2 separate regions of the Mus musculus genome follow, and region 2 is linked to region 1. The links are chromatin contacts, called in public promoter capture Hi-C maps. All regions are on one chromosome and are shown on one strand. The core of a region is the stretch at or near the end of the contact, and the rest is flanking DNA. Distances in the headings are between cores, read along the strand shown. Region 1 holds the start of Tbc1d24 (TBC1 domain family, member 24). Region 2 holds the start of Rhbdl1 (rhomboid like 1).

Region 1 (6,458 bases), core at 3,817-6,316:
TGAGTATACAGGCATTCTCCCTCATATGGCCTCTCTTACCATCTGCAGGGACTGGCCTGTGGTCAGCCTCCTTTCTGAAACCAGGTAATTGGACCTCAGGACTGCTCCCCCAAGATGGAACTGTATCCCACCCGCTCTTCGTGGAGTCCATGGCAGCCTTGCCTGGTCCGTCAGGGACCAAAGGCAGTGAGTGGTTCCTCTTGGCAAGACCCTCTCAGCCACAGCCCACCTCCAACTTGTACCCCAGCAACTCATCTGGGGCATCTGCCTGTTTTTCTACCCAGATGTACTAGGCTGTAGACGGTCAGGTTCAGGGATTCTGACTCTGGTTTATTTGTGACCAGCCCCTCTCCAGTCGTTAAATCCCACTCCTTACCTTTCCACGAGGGTGGGGGTGGGGTAACAGGTGAACAGACCTTGAACCCCAAGGGACCATCAAATAGGCTGTACTTTGTGCTCAAACTTTCAAGCCCTTCTGGACAATGGGGCTATCCTATGACACAGCTATACCCTGAGACCCAGGAGTGATTTAGATTAAGAGATTGGCTGGATCTCACTGTCCAACCGTGACCTCATCACTTAGCCGCATCCCTAGTGCACCTCGCTTAGGATGATATCTATGTTAGCTCATCAAATGCTCCCAGCAACTCCACAAAGCATGGCAAACAATAGACATTTTGGTGGATGAGGAAACTGAGGAACTCAGGCCACACAGCCAGAAATCCAAACAGCTTGGATTTAAAATAAGACCTGAGTTCTTTCTGCTAGAACAGACTACTGCCTTGGGGATACCTTACAAGAACACCAGCCCCAACTGTCTTCTTCCCCCATTCTGGGGAGCATCCAAGACTTCAAGCTTCAGTTCTAAGGTTGTGCCTGCATGATGGGCCTCTGGGAGGAGTGGCCCAGACCCCAGCCCAGCACGTGGCACCACCCCAGGAGCAGTCAAAGCCTGGCTTCAGGCCGAGGACCCTGCTGGGTGGTCCCTCACGGGCTGTAAGGCTGAGCTGCCCCCTCCCGTAAGCGCATTCCTGGCTCTCCAGCCCCTCCCCCCGGATCGTGGGCCTCCCAGCCCCCTCCCGCGCTGGCCCAGCCTGTGTCTGAATCTGCTTCTGATTCTGGCTGTCGGGACAAGGCCCCCTCCCCTCCTTCCTTCCCGGCCCGAGCAGCTCCGCCCCTGGCTAGGACCAGGCTTGCTCCTGCTGAGCCCCCCACCCCCTTCTGGCACAGCTCCTCTGCTCTCGCTGCAGCCAGGAGAAGCCGGCAGCCCGGGCGCCCCAGGCCCCGCCCGCCCAAGGCCCTTCCCGGGAGGCCGGGAGACCTGCTCCTCCTGGCCCTCCGTGGGTGAGTGCTGGCGGCCGGCGGCGGGTGGGGCCTCCGCGGGCGGAGGCACCGGGAGCGGGGGCGACGCCTGTCAACGCTTCAGGCCTAGCAGGAGGACTCGCCAACATCCCTGCTCCTGTGCTCGGCCCCGGGCGTGCCGGTGGCTGCTCCCACTTCTGGGCCTGTGCTGGGGGCCGCCCTGGTGCTCTGCTATCTTGGCACTGCAGACCCGGCACGCAGAGTAGCGGACTAGGCTCTCTCTTCGAGGGCAGACTCGTTAGGCGGAAGCTGGCTGGTTGACTTACAGCGGCCACGGCCATGCCCACCTGGCTCTGGGGGCTGCTGCTGACCGCGGGCACGCTCTCCGCTGCACTGAGCCCAGGGCTGCCGGCCTCTGCCGACCCCTGCTATGATGAGGCGAGGGAGCCTCGCTCTTGTATTCCTGGCCTTGTGAACGCTGCTCTGGGCCGAGAGGTGCTGGCGTCCAGCACGTGCGGGAGGTCGGCCAATCGCGTCTGCGATTCCTCGGACCCGCAGCGGGCACACTCTGCAGACCTCCTGACCTCTGCTCCGGGCACTGCAAGTCCTCTCTGTTGGCGCTCCGATTTGCTGCAACAGGCACCTTTCAACGTAACCCTCACAGTGCCCCTGGGGAAGGCTTTTGAGCTGGTCTTCGTGAGCCTGCGCTTCTGCTCAGCTCCTCCAACCTCCGTGGCCCTGCTTAAGTCGCAGGACCATGGCCGCAGCTGGGTCCCCTTGGGCTTCTTCTCTTCCAGCTGTACCCTGGACTATGGCCGTCTGCCTGCTCCTGCTGATGGCCCTTCTGGTCCAGGGCCAGAAGCCCTCTGCTTTCCAGCCCCCCAGGCTCAGCCTGATGGTGGAGGCCTTCTGGCCTTCAGTGTGCAGGATGGCAGCCCACAGGGCCTGGATCTGGACAACAGCCCCGTGCTCCAAGACTGGGTGACTGCCACAGATATTCGCATAGTACTCACAAGGCCTGCCATTCAGGGAGACACCAGGGACGGTGGGGTGACAGTCCCCTACTCCTACTCAGCCACTGAGCTTCAGGTGGGAGGTCGATGCAAGTGCAATGGGCATGCCTCACGGTGTCTGTTGGACACCCATGGCCACCTGGTCTGCGACTGCCAGCATGGTACAGAGGGCCCTGATTGCAGCCGCTGCAAGCCCTTCTACTGCGACAGGCCATGGCAGCGGGCTACAGGGCAGGAAGCCCACGCTTGCCTTGGTGAGGCCTTGGAGGGTAGCCTGGGGACTTCTGACCAGGCAGGGCTGCCCCTGACTGACCCTTCCCTGCAGCTTGCTCCTGCAACGGCCATGCGCGAAGATGCCGCTTCAACATGGAGCTCTACCGACTGTCCGGCCGCCGCAGTGGGGGCGTGTGCCTCAACTGCCGGCACAATACAGCTGGTCGTCACTGCCACTACTGCCGGGAGGGCTTCTATCGTGATCCAGGCCGTGTCCTGAGTGACCGTCGTGCTTGCAGAGGTGAGCCTGCCACCTATACACGTTCGTGATTTACTTCCCCAGAACCCCAGCTACAGTTCTGAGCTTATCATTTCTGTCCTCAGCTTGTGACTGCCACCCAGTTGGTGCTGCTGGCAAAACCTGTAACCAGACCACAGGCCAGTGTCCCTGTAAGGATGGTGTTACTGGCCTCACCTGTAACCGCTGTGCCCCAGGTTTCCAGCAGAGCCGTTCTCCTGTGGCACCTTGCGTTAGTGAGTGACCCTGCCCTGTCTCAGTCACCTCAGCCAAAGTCGCATCAGCTACTGACTGTTGTCTGTTCCCTGAGCCTTTCCGTCAGATACCCCATTATAGACTATTCTCCCACACTCCTTAGAGACTCCTGTCCCTGGACCCACCGAAGAAAGCAGTCCTGTGGAGCCACAGGGTGAGTGGACACCAGAGCCCAGACTGGCCTGGGGAAGAGGGCCCTAGCTAAAGCAGACCAGTGTGGGGTAGAGGCATGGGAATCTGCTAGTCTCCACTCTTTCCCCCTAGACTGTGAGTCACATTGCAGACCTGCGCGTGGCAGTTACCGAATCAGCCTGAAGAAGTTCTGCCGGAAGGACTATGGTAGGCTGCCTCACTCCAGCTCTTCCATCTCGCCCCCAGCTCCTTTGAATACCTTGACCCTGGCTGTACTTCAAGGCTCTTTCTTTCCTCGGGTCTCCCACTGATGCGGGCTTTGGCAGCTATGTCTTAAGTGTACCTCCCTCTAGTGGGTGACCTCTTCATGTCTCTCCTAAGCCATTTGGACATTCTATGCTTCTCTATACAGACCCCTCCGGCCCTGCCCCACTTAACCTGATCGCTTTTCCACGCCCCCCCCGCAGCGGTGCAGGTGGCAGTGGGTGCACGCGGTGAGGCCCGCGGCTCGTGGACACGCTTTCCGGTAGCGGTGCTTGCTGTGTTCCGCAGCGGCGAGGAACGCGCTCGACGCGGGAGCAGCGCGCTGTGGGTACCAACTCTAGACGCGGCCTGCGGTTGCCCGCGCCTCCTGCCCGGCCGGCGTTACTTGCTGCTGGGAGGTGGGCCGGGGGCTGCAGCTGGGAGCACAGCGGGCCGGGGACAGGGGCTCAGTGCTGCCCGTGGAAGCCTCGTGCTGCCTTGGAGAGACGCCTGGACCCGGCGCCTGCGGAGGCTGCAGAGGAGAGAGCGGCGGGGGCGCTGCGGGACCGCCTGAATCTGCAAGCTGGGCGTGGACTGGGCGGACTCAGCTCTCTTATCACTGGGCGCGGCGCGTTCATCAGAGCACTAGGCTGGAAGTGTCACGTGCATCGCCATCTAATTTCCCCCTACCCCCATCCCCGCTTGAAACCTATTTGGCGATACCCTACCCCCAACTTAGAGGAGTATGATGGCCCCTAAGAGCTATCTGGAGGCTCCTAGGGCAGCTCAGAGGACCCTGATCTTATCCCTCTTGGCTGATACCCGACGTCTCTTAAAGGTGTGAACCCGCCTATTCCCAGGGGATGCTAGGATGATCCCTCTGGGGTTTGAGCACATCCCACGGGCCAATGTGATTCATCAACTCTCTGATGCTGTGATACACTAGAGTTCTCCAACCTCTCCAAAACCACTGTTGCCACCATAATTGCCTGTACACCGCTGCAGGGGCTGTGGCTCAATTGCACAGCCAAGACAGCGACGTCTCTGCCCTCCAGCCGGGAATGTACAAAGAGTATTGTAGGCTCCCCTGTCCAGTGTCATGGATCTTGTCCCCATATCCATTCTGGCCTGCCTCTGCCGGTCACGTGACCGTGTCCCCATCCGCAGCTGCATCACTGCCTGTGTCCCATATCTTTCTTGTTCCGTTGTACCCTTTTCTGGGGTCCATCCAGCTGTCGCTTTCTACCACGACTCCTACCAGTCTTGGCCTCTTGGCTCCATGACACAGGTCCTGCCCCTAGCTAGGAGCCCTACACTCTATCCGCTCAAGACTGGACGTCGAGAAGGGGCAGATCAGGTCCACGTGTGACCGGACCAGAGGCGACTTCCACGGGCAGCCGTCGGAGTTCTAGTCGTCCGTGACTTTGCCTTACACCAGGCGCTAGGGTCCCCACCTCTTTAGGCGAGCCCCCGCCCCTTAGCGCGGGAACCGCTGTTTGGCTAGCGCATGCTCCCGACTTGGCCGCCGCCGGGCGCAAATGCGCATGCTCAGAGCCGGCAGCACTGAGACGCGGGGCACTCGGGGTGGGCAGCCCGCAAGCGCGTGCTTGTGGGGCGGGGCCGCCTACGCGCGTGCGCAGAAAGTCCAGTGCGGTCCAGCGGAGAGCCGAAGGGAGAGGTGCGGTGCGGCGCGCCGAGGTGGGTGCGCGGCGGGGGCGTGGCGGCTGGACGCGGGGTGTGGGGGTGTCACTGCCACGGTGCGCTGACCGGCGGCACGGATGTACTGAGGGAGGGGGGCACGGGTTGTGCTCCGTGTCTTGGTCGCTGCGGGTTAGGGGGCTCCAGAGTCTAATGCTGCGTGCGTGACGTGGGCCCCGGAGTCAGAACCCTTTGGGCAGGCCCGGCTTTCCTCGATCATCCCTGCCTTCTCTGGGCTCTGTGTCGTGGGCAAGAACTGCCTCTGTGTCAACCTTCCCTTGGGGCACTTTCCGTCCCTGCGGAATAGGAAATCCTCTTTCTGTATTCGTTCGAAATTGCAGCAGTGTTCATATACCTTTGCCCTCGGAGACCTGCAACAACCCAGGCCCTTCACTTGCCAAAGATGACACAACTGCCCACCTGAAGCTTAGGGACTTTCCCAGCCTGAGAGCCCTATCCAGCCAGTGTCCCTGACATGCCTTGGTCACCTGTGCCTTAGCTTGGCCCTGTGCTTCAGGAGTTTTGAATAACAGCTGGAGGGCAGAGCTGGCACCACACGGGGTGGGCTGCACATGACAGAAGTCAGTCTGCTGGGTGCTGGCAGCCTGACCACAGATTTTCCTTGACAGACCTGACTCAGTTCAGAAATAGTGCTCTGGCCTTCTTGGATGGGGACTCACTGGGCTAACTTTAAAGGCCAAAGATTGTCTAGCCCAGCCCGGACATATGCAGGCATAGGTTGGCCATTTGGGCGGTTGTGTTGCTGTCTTTCCAAGGTAAATAAAGGATTTTCCTTGTCTCACCATGTTCTGCTGGAAGGTCAGCAAGCTACTCCCAGGCAGTTGGTACAACTGTCCCATGGCATGCGTTGCCATGTCATCTACTTGGGGACAATGACTCCATTCTCATTTTCACACCCCTGTCCCCAATAGGCACCTGTCATTGTTCACTGAATTGTTGTGGAGATGGCTGTATTTGTGTTCTCTCAAGCTCTATCTGATGTCAGTTCTGGGTTGGTGTCAAGACCAACCCAGACGACAAATGGTTAAGAAATTTCAAATATTTGATAGTGACCATTCATATTGAGTGCTATGAGGGCTCTGTGTGCTTCCTTGATGATTAATCCTCACCTAATCTCCCCAGTACTCAGATAAAGACTTAGGGTAGTGACAGCTGTATTTAGAATCTAGTCTGCGTGTGGATAGGCCTGGAGCCACATCGTGTTGTCCCTGTTCCCCCATGGTCTGGCATTCAGTTAGCCAGGCACTCTCTTAAGTGCTTGTTGGAGGGAATAAAGATGCCAC
Region 2 (6,227 bases), core at 1,559-4,058, 1.6 Mb before region 1:
AGCCAGCAAGCTCAGCTCTCGAATGTTTCTTTTTTCCTGGCAGCGTTATTACATGGATGGGCAGACCCCCTGCCTCTTTATTGCCTCCAAAGCTGATCTCCCTGAAGGTGTTGCCCCCCCAGGGCTGTCACCCGCTGAGTTCTGCCGGAGGCACCGGCTGCCTGCCCCAGCTTCATTCTCCTGCTTGGGACCCGCAATGCCCAGCACAGATGTCTTTACCCAACTTGCTACCATGGCCACTTTCCCGTGAGTATACCGCAGCCTCAATGTGGGTGGGGCTTAGTCTGTCTGGGTACAAAGGTGTCAGAGCTGTAGACCCGTGGCCTGTGGCCCAGAGAGCTATGCTGGATGGCCTCTGGCTTGGCCTCCGCCTGCCTGGGACGGGTTTTCAGCAGTGAGCTTTTCGCAAGCACACGTCTTGAGTATTATTCTTTCCACAGACACCTGGTGCACACAGAGCTGCACCCCACCTCCTTCTGGCTCCGAGGAGTGCTGGTGGCTGTCGGCACGGCTGTGGCTGCTGTCCTTAGCTTCTCACTATACAGGGTCCTAGTGAAGAGCCGATGACAAAGGACCCATGAGCCTCTCCTGCCCCCAGGCACAGCACACTGTGGTGCCTTATGTGGGCCCACACGGCAAAGAAGTATGGGCTTTCGGCCTGTTGGAGTAATATCTGTGTGGCTGGCTACAGGGTCCCTGGGACTGATGTGGGTTCCTGCTCAGGAACTTGGTATTTAGATCTTGGCTTCCAAAAGTCTGTTGCCCTATTCCAGGCCTGTCCTGCTGAGCCTGAGAGTACTGGTGCCAGGTGTGAGGCCTTAGCCTTGGAGGGAGGGAGGATTGTGTGTAAGGGGCTGGGCTGTGGGTAAGGAATCCAGTGACCAGGACCCGAAGTTCTCAGGGTGTGTTCCCCCCCCTTCCTGGTTGTGCATGGCCAGTGGACATGTAGAGGGCAAGAGGTAGTGGTCAAATCAGGGAGGGACCCGATAGTCACAGAGGTCCCACCTTTTTGTCAGGTGTGGAGCCTTATCCACACTGCGCCAGCTGCAGAGCAAGCGGAACTGACTTTCCTGATTAAATTTCACTTGTCTTTTCCATCTCTTGGATTTTGATCTCTCAATGCAACTTACTTTCTCTCTTTCTCTCCCTCCCTTCCTTCCTTCCTTTCTTCCTTCTTCCTTTCTTCTTTCTTTCTTTCTTTCTTTCTTTCTTTCTTTCTTTCTTTCTTTCAAAAATATGCTTATTTTTATGAGTTTGAGTGTTTTGCCTGCCCATATATGTAAGTGCCCCGTGTGTGTGCCTGGTACCGACAGAAGCCAAATGAGTATGTCAGAGTTCCCTGGAACTGGAGTTAACTAATGATTGTGAGCCATCCCGTGGGTGTTGGAAACAAACCCAGGTCCTCTGCAGAGGCAGCAAGTGCTCTGAACCACCAAGTCCTCTCTCCAGCCCCATAAAAAATGGCTTTTCAATCGCAATGTGACTGCTGTTTTTGTGTGAGTTGGAAATGCCACCTGACCCTTCTGAGACGTCTCCCCTGTGTCCTGGTTCCCATTCTGTGGTCTCACTAGTCATGCTGATTAATGGCTACGGAAGGTCCAGTTAAGGGGTCTGCTGTCTAGTAATGCCAGCATCCATCAGTGTCATGGGGGTGGGGGTGTGTGTGAGAGGGCTCCTGCTGCTTCTCTGGGAACATTGCTTCTGCTGTTGGTTCTTCATTGCCCCACACTCCACACAGCCCAGGCAGCCTGCCTGGCTCTGCTGAGAACCTGGGCTTTATGTGTAGCCTGGCTGTTACAAGCAAGGGCCAGCCATAGATCTCAACCTGGCCAGAAGCTGAGTGAATGATGGACTCGGAGTTGATCCTGTGACATGACCTCCTACCACCAAAGACACCCAAACAGGAATCCATACACTCAACGAGTCACTTGGGTTGGGTCAGGTGGGTTCTCTCTGCCCCAGAATGTCCACAGAACAGGGATCCCTGAAAAATGAGGCCTTTGCCTCCTGCTCCAGTCCCAACCTACTGGCCTGCCGTCCCACTGAGCATCTAGGCAGGCTGCTTATTGTAGGCAGCTGTATTCCCTGTAGAGGCCCATCGGGCAAGAATAACTGCCATCCCATCTTTGCAGTAGCAGATTGTTTTGAATGATACTTGGGGGGGTTGCCATGGTTACACATCCTATTGGTCTGTCACCTTCACTGTCCTCAGGAGCACACCCCCTCCCTTATCCAAGCTGCAGTCAGTTCTACCTTCACGTGGCTATTTGTGGCTCTTCCTGGCTATCCCCTGTGCCTTCTTGACTGGTGTTTTTGCACTGGAGGCCCTGCTATCTCAAATCCAATTCAGGGATGTTTGGTTAGAGCTTCCAGCCTTGGCCATGAATAGGGAACCTGGGGCTTCGTTGCTGGAACAGTGCAAATAAGGACAAGTGTGTCTACTGAAAGCAGCTCCAGCTCAGGAGAAAGTATGATGGGAGCAACTGGACCTTGACATTCTGGGGATGGGTCACAGACCTATTTTTAGTAGAAAGAAAGTATCCTAGGGAAGGTAATAAAACAGGCTGCCTAAGAGGGTATTGGGTGCTGCAGGCTGCCAGCTATGGCCTACTGGGAGAAGCTTCTGCCGCACGTGGTGCAAGAGCTGGACGCAGGCAGTGGTTCTGGGTCGAGCTGTTCGGTGGGGGACGATCTACCCAGGCAGTGCGTCGAGTTGGGGCCGCGCGTGCGCGTGCAGGATATGCGCGTACTCTGGCTGTGTGCGCGCTGGGCTGGCATCTCGGTGACGCTGTCTGAGCTCGGGGAGCGCAGAGCAGAGCAGGCGGAGCGGGCCGGCCGGGGCGGAGCGGAGCGGTCCGCAGAGCAGCCCCTCCCGGCCTCGGCCGACCCCGGCCCTCGGCCCGGCTCTATGGACAGGAGCTCGCTGCTGCAGCTCATTCAGGAGCAGGTGCGTGGTGGGTGGGAGCTGGCACTGCCTTGGCGCCCTTCCAGCCGGTGAGGGGTTCGGGGGAGGGACCATGCTCGCAGAAGGCCCAGGCAGCCGCCTCCCAAACCCCCCTCCCTGCACGACCTTGGTCTCTGAGACTCCCGACCCCAAGAAAGGTCTGGCTTCATCGGGTTTCCACGGAAAGCTGGGGATGGAGGGTGGTGGTCCTTGGACCTAGGTCCTTCCCCTTTCTAGGACTGGTAGAGCGAATATGAGGTGGTAGAACAGCCAAACCAGGCACCTTGCCCTGCCAGGGCCTGGGAACAAGCTGGTTCTAGCAAACAGGCACTGACTGGCACAAAGGTCCAGCCTTCCTAGCCAGCCTAGCTCAGCCCTGTGGCTGGGAGTTGGCCCACCCTCTACTCCCCCACCACAGCAGCTGGATCCTGAGAACACAGGCTTCATCGGTGCGGACACCTTCGCTGGTCTGGTACACAGCCATGAGCTGCCCCTGGACCCCACCAAGTTGGACATGTTGGTGGCTCTGGCTCAGAGCAACGAGCGGGGCCAGGTCTGCTACCAGGAGCTGGTGGACCTGGTCAGTGCCATGGTGTGTGGGCAGCAGGGGAGGGCCCAGGCCTGGTCAAGCGCAGCACCCTGACCAAAGCTGGGTGGGCACACAGCTTTTTACTGGGTAGGGCTTACAGACCTGGGCAGTGTGGAAGACCCTCAGACCATTAGCAGCCACACAGCCAAGTAAGGTAGGGTTCCACAGGAACAATACTGTCACCTACACTAAGGTTCCTGCCCTTCAGATCAGCAGCAAGCGTTCCAGCAGCTTCAAGAGAGCCATTGCTAACGGACAGCGGGCACTGCCCCGAGACGGACTGCTAGATGAGCCAGGCCTGAGTGTCTACAAGCGGTTTGTGCGCTATGTGGCCTACGAGATCCTGCCCTGCGAGGTGGACCGCCGCTGGTACTTCTACAGGCACCGCACCTGCCCACCCCCTGTGTTCATGGCCTCGGTCACTCTTGCCCAGGTGGGCCTGCCTACACATTGCCCTGGGGCCTCCTGAGTCCCTAGTCTTGACCAGCCCTAACACTAGTGTCCCCAGATCATCGTGTTCCTGTGCTACGGGGCACGTCTCAACAAGTGGGTGCTCCAGACCTACCACCCTGAATATATGAAGAGCCCTCTGGTGTATCACCCAGGACACCGTGCTCGGGCATGGCGCTTCCTCACCTACATGTTCATGCATGTCGGGTAAGTGAGCCTTGCCTTCCAGAGCCTCTTCTCCACTCCTACCCCCAGCACCTGCCCACTGACTCTGAAGGCTTATCTCCCAGCTAAGTTACACTGCCTGAGGTGGTCTGGAGTAGGCAGGGTACCCATCTGACCACCTCTGCCATGCTCTTCTGTGGCCAGGCTGGAGCAGCTAGGGTTCAATGCCCTCCTGCAGCTGATGATCGGTGTGCCCCTGGAGATGGTACATGGCGTGCTTCGCATCAGCCTGCTCTACCTGGCGGGCGTGCTGGCAGGTGAGACTGGCATATAGGTGGGTGGGTCCCCTGCCTACCTCACCTGCTGAGGGGAGGGCCAGCTGTGCCCTCACCTCTCCCTTTGCCCACAGGCTCCCTGACTGTCTCTATCACAGATATGCGTGCCCCCGTGGTAGGGGGCTCTGGAGGGGTCTATGCCCTGTGCTCAGCACACCTGGCCAATGTTGTCATGGTAATGGGACTGCCTTTCTGGGGAGGTGGGAAGGGGCCCATTGGACATGCTTCACAGCCTGTCTGCCTGCCCCCATCAGAACTGGGCTGGGATGCGGTGTCCATACAAGCTGCTGAGGATGGTGCTGGCTCTGGTGTGCAGTGAGTAGTGGGGCAGGTGGGGCGCTGGGAGGCCCTTTACCTGCAGACAGGGCCCCTCCCACCTGTTGCTCCCTCTGCAGTGAGTTCCGAAGTGGGCCGGGCTGTGTGGCTACGCTTCTCCCCACCACTGCCTGCCTCAGGCCCACAGCCCAGCTTCATGGCACACCTGGCTGGTGCAGTGGTAGGTGTAAGCATGGGCCTTACCATCCTTCGGAGCTATGAGGAACGCCTGAGGGACCAGTGCGGCTGGTGGGTGGTGCTACTTGCCTATGGCACCTTCCTGCTTTTCGCCATCTTCTGGAACGTCTTTGCCTATGACCTGCTGGGTGCCGATATCCCCCCTCCACCTTGACCTGCTCCCTAGGGCCATGTGGCTAGAGCCAGGCACCAGGTGGGCCTGCATGTCTGCCCTATATGAATGGACCTCTCGGCTGCTTTTCCCCACAGGGGCAGGGGGGCCCTGTGATCCCCCACCCCCAGCTGAAGCCAAGTCTTACTGCAGCCCTTGCTGCACCCCCCCCCCCCAGGCTTTCCAGGGGGAGGGGTGTTACTGGGCCAGGGCTGGGTGGAGGACCTTGAGCGTGGCCCTAGAGGAGACCCCTTCCCTCCCCACTGACCCCAGGACTTGCAGTCTGAGCCTTTTTGGAGAATGAATAAATATTTTACACAGCACCAGGTAGCTGTCCTGGGGCTCTGCAGGCTTGTCTGCCCCCTCACCCAAGCTGTATGAGACACCTCCCCTCCAGGACGGTCTGTGCTCCCTCTCTCCCTTCAAGCTCTGCACCTGACTTGAGGTGGTAGCTTTACTCCTGGCCATGGCCGGAATCCACAGGAGGTGGGGCCCCTGGGAAGAAACTGTGGACTTCCAGGTCAGTCCAAGTTCAGCAATCGTTTATTGTGCTACAAGAGCTTCCAATCTCCTGTTCTTTCAGCCTCCCTTCCAAACGCAAGCCCACAACAGAGCTAGGTTCACTTGGCCTGGGTCCTGTAATTCTTGGCAGGTCCTTGTGGGAGGCCCAGTCAGGGTGAAGGTCAGGCAGCAGGTCTGGGCATACATCTGCCCCCCAAGTTTGCACAAGACGAAGAGTCTACAACTCTAAGACACTCACTAGTGAGGTCCACAAGGGTTCTGGGGTCAAGTTACTAACCACCAGAACCATGATGGGGCCCTGGATGACCTCTCAGGCCCCGCTCAGCCCCGCTCAGAAAGGCAGTGAACTCTTGCACCTGGGCTAGAAACAGCAAGTAGTGCTTGAGTGTGTACTGGAGGGTTAGCAAGCTAGGAACTGTAGCCACCGCCTCTTCGTATATGAAAGCTGCAACCCCAGAAACCTCTGCCTCCAGGACCACTGCAAAGAGTGACAAGGAGGTTCTGGGGATAGCTTTTTTTGAGCTCCTAGAGCCCCCACCCAACTTGGGCAAAGATGCT

Evidence for each region. Capture Hi-C pulls out chosen DNA fragments and counts their contacts.
Region 2: a promoter capture Hi-C map of liver shows a contact between it and region 1, with 2.4 times the contacts expected there. The contact joins the promoter of Rhbdl1 here to the promoter of Tbc1d24 in region 1. A contact is called at or near these places in 2 of 39 promoter capture datasets (cranial neural crest and liver), 1 of 115 datasets of contacts at active chromatin or transcription factors (pancreatic cancer cells) and 1 of 9 other capture datasets (liver).

The regions. Positions count from the first base shown.
Region 1 is chr17:24,204,170-24,210,627 of GRCm38.p6, reverse strand. Tbc1d24 (TBC1 domain family, member 24) reads left to right here and starts at 5,066. Exons shown (of 8, transcript NM_173186.4): 1 at 5,066-5,154. It overlaps Ntn3 (netrin 3), which reads left to right and starts at 1,241. Exons shown (of 6, transcript NM_010947.3): 1 at 1,241-2,569; 2 at 2,641-2,829; 3 at 2,913-3,062; 4 at 3,185-3,235; 5 at 3,346-3,420; 6 at 3,681-6,458. The coding sequence starts at 1,642. The coding sequence ends at 4,030.
Region 2 is chr17:25,833,708-25,839,934 of GRCm38.p6, reverse strand. It overlaps Rhbdl1 (rhomboid like 1), which reads left to right and starts at 2,808. Exons shown (of 8, transcript NM_144816.1): 1 at 2,808-2,947; 2 at 3,363-3,524; 3 at 3,742-3,966; 4 at 4,042-4,190; 5 at 4,353-4,465; 6 at 4,558-4,658; 7 at 4,738-4,798; 8 at 4,879-5,470. The coding sequence starts at 2,909. The coding sequence ends at 5,150. Rhot2 (ras homolog family member T2) reads left to right here. Exons shown (of 19, transcript NM_145999.3): 18 at 44-246; 19 at 441-1,478. The coding sequence ends at 567.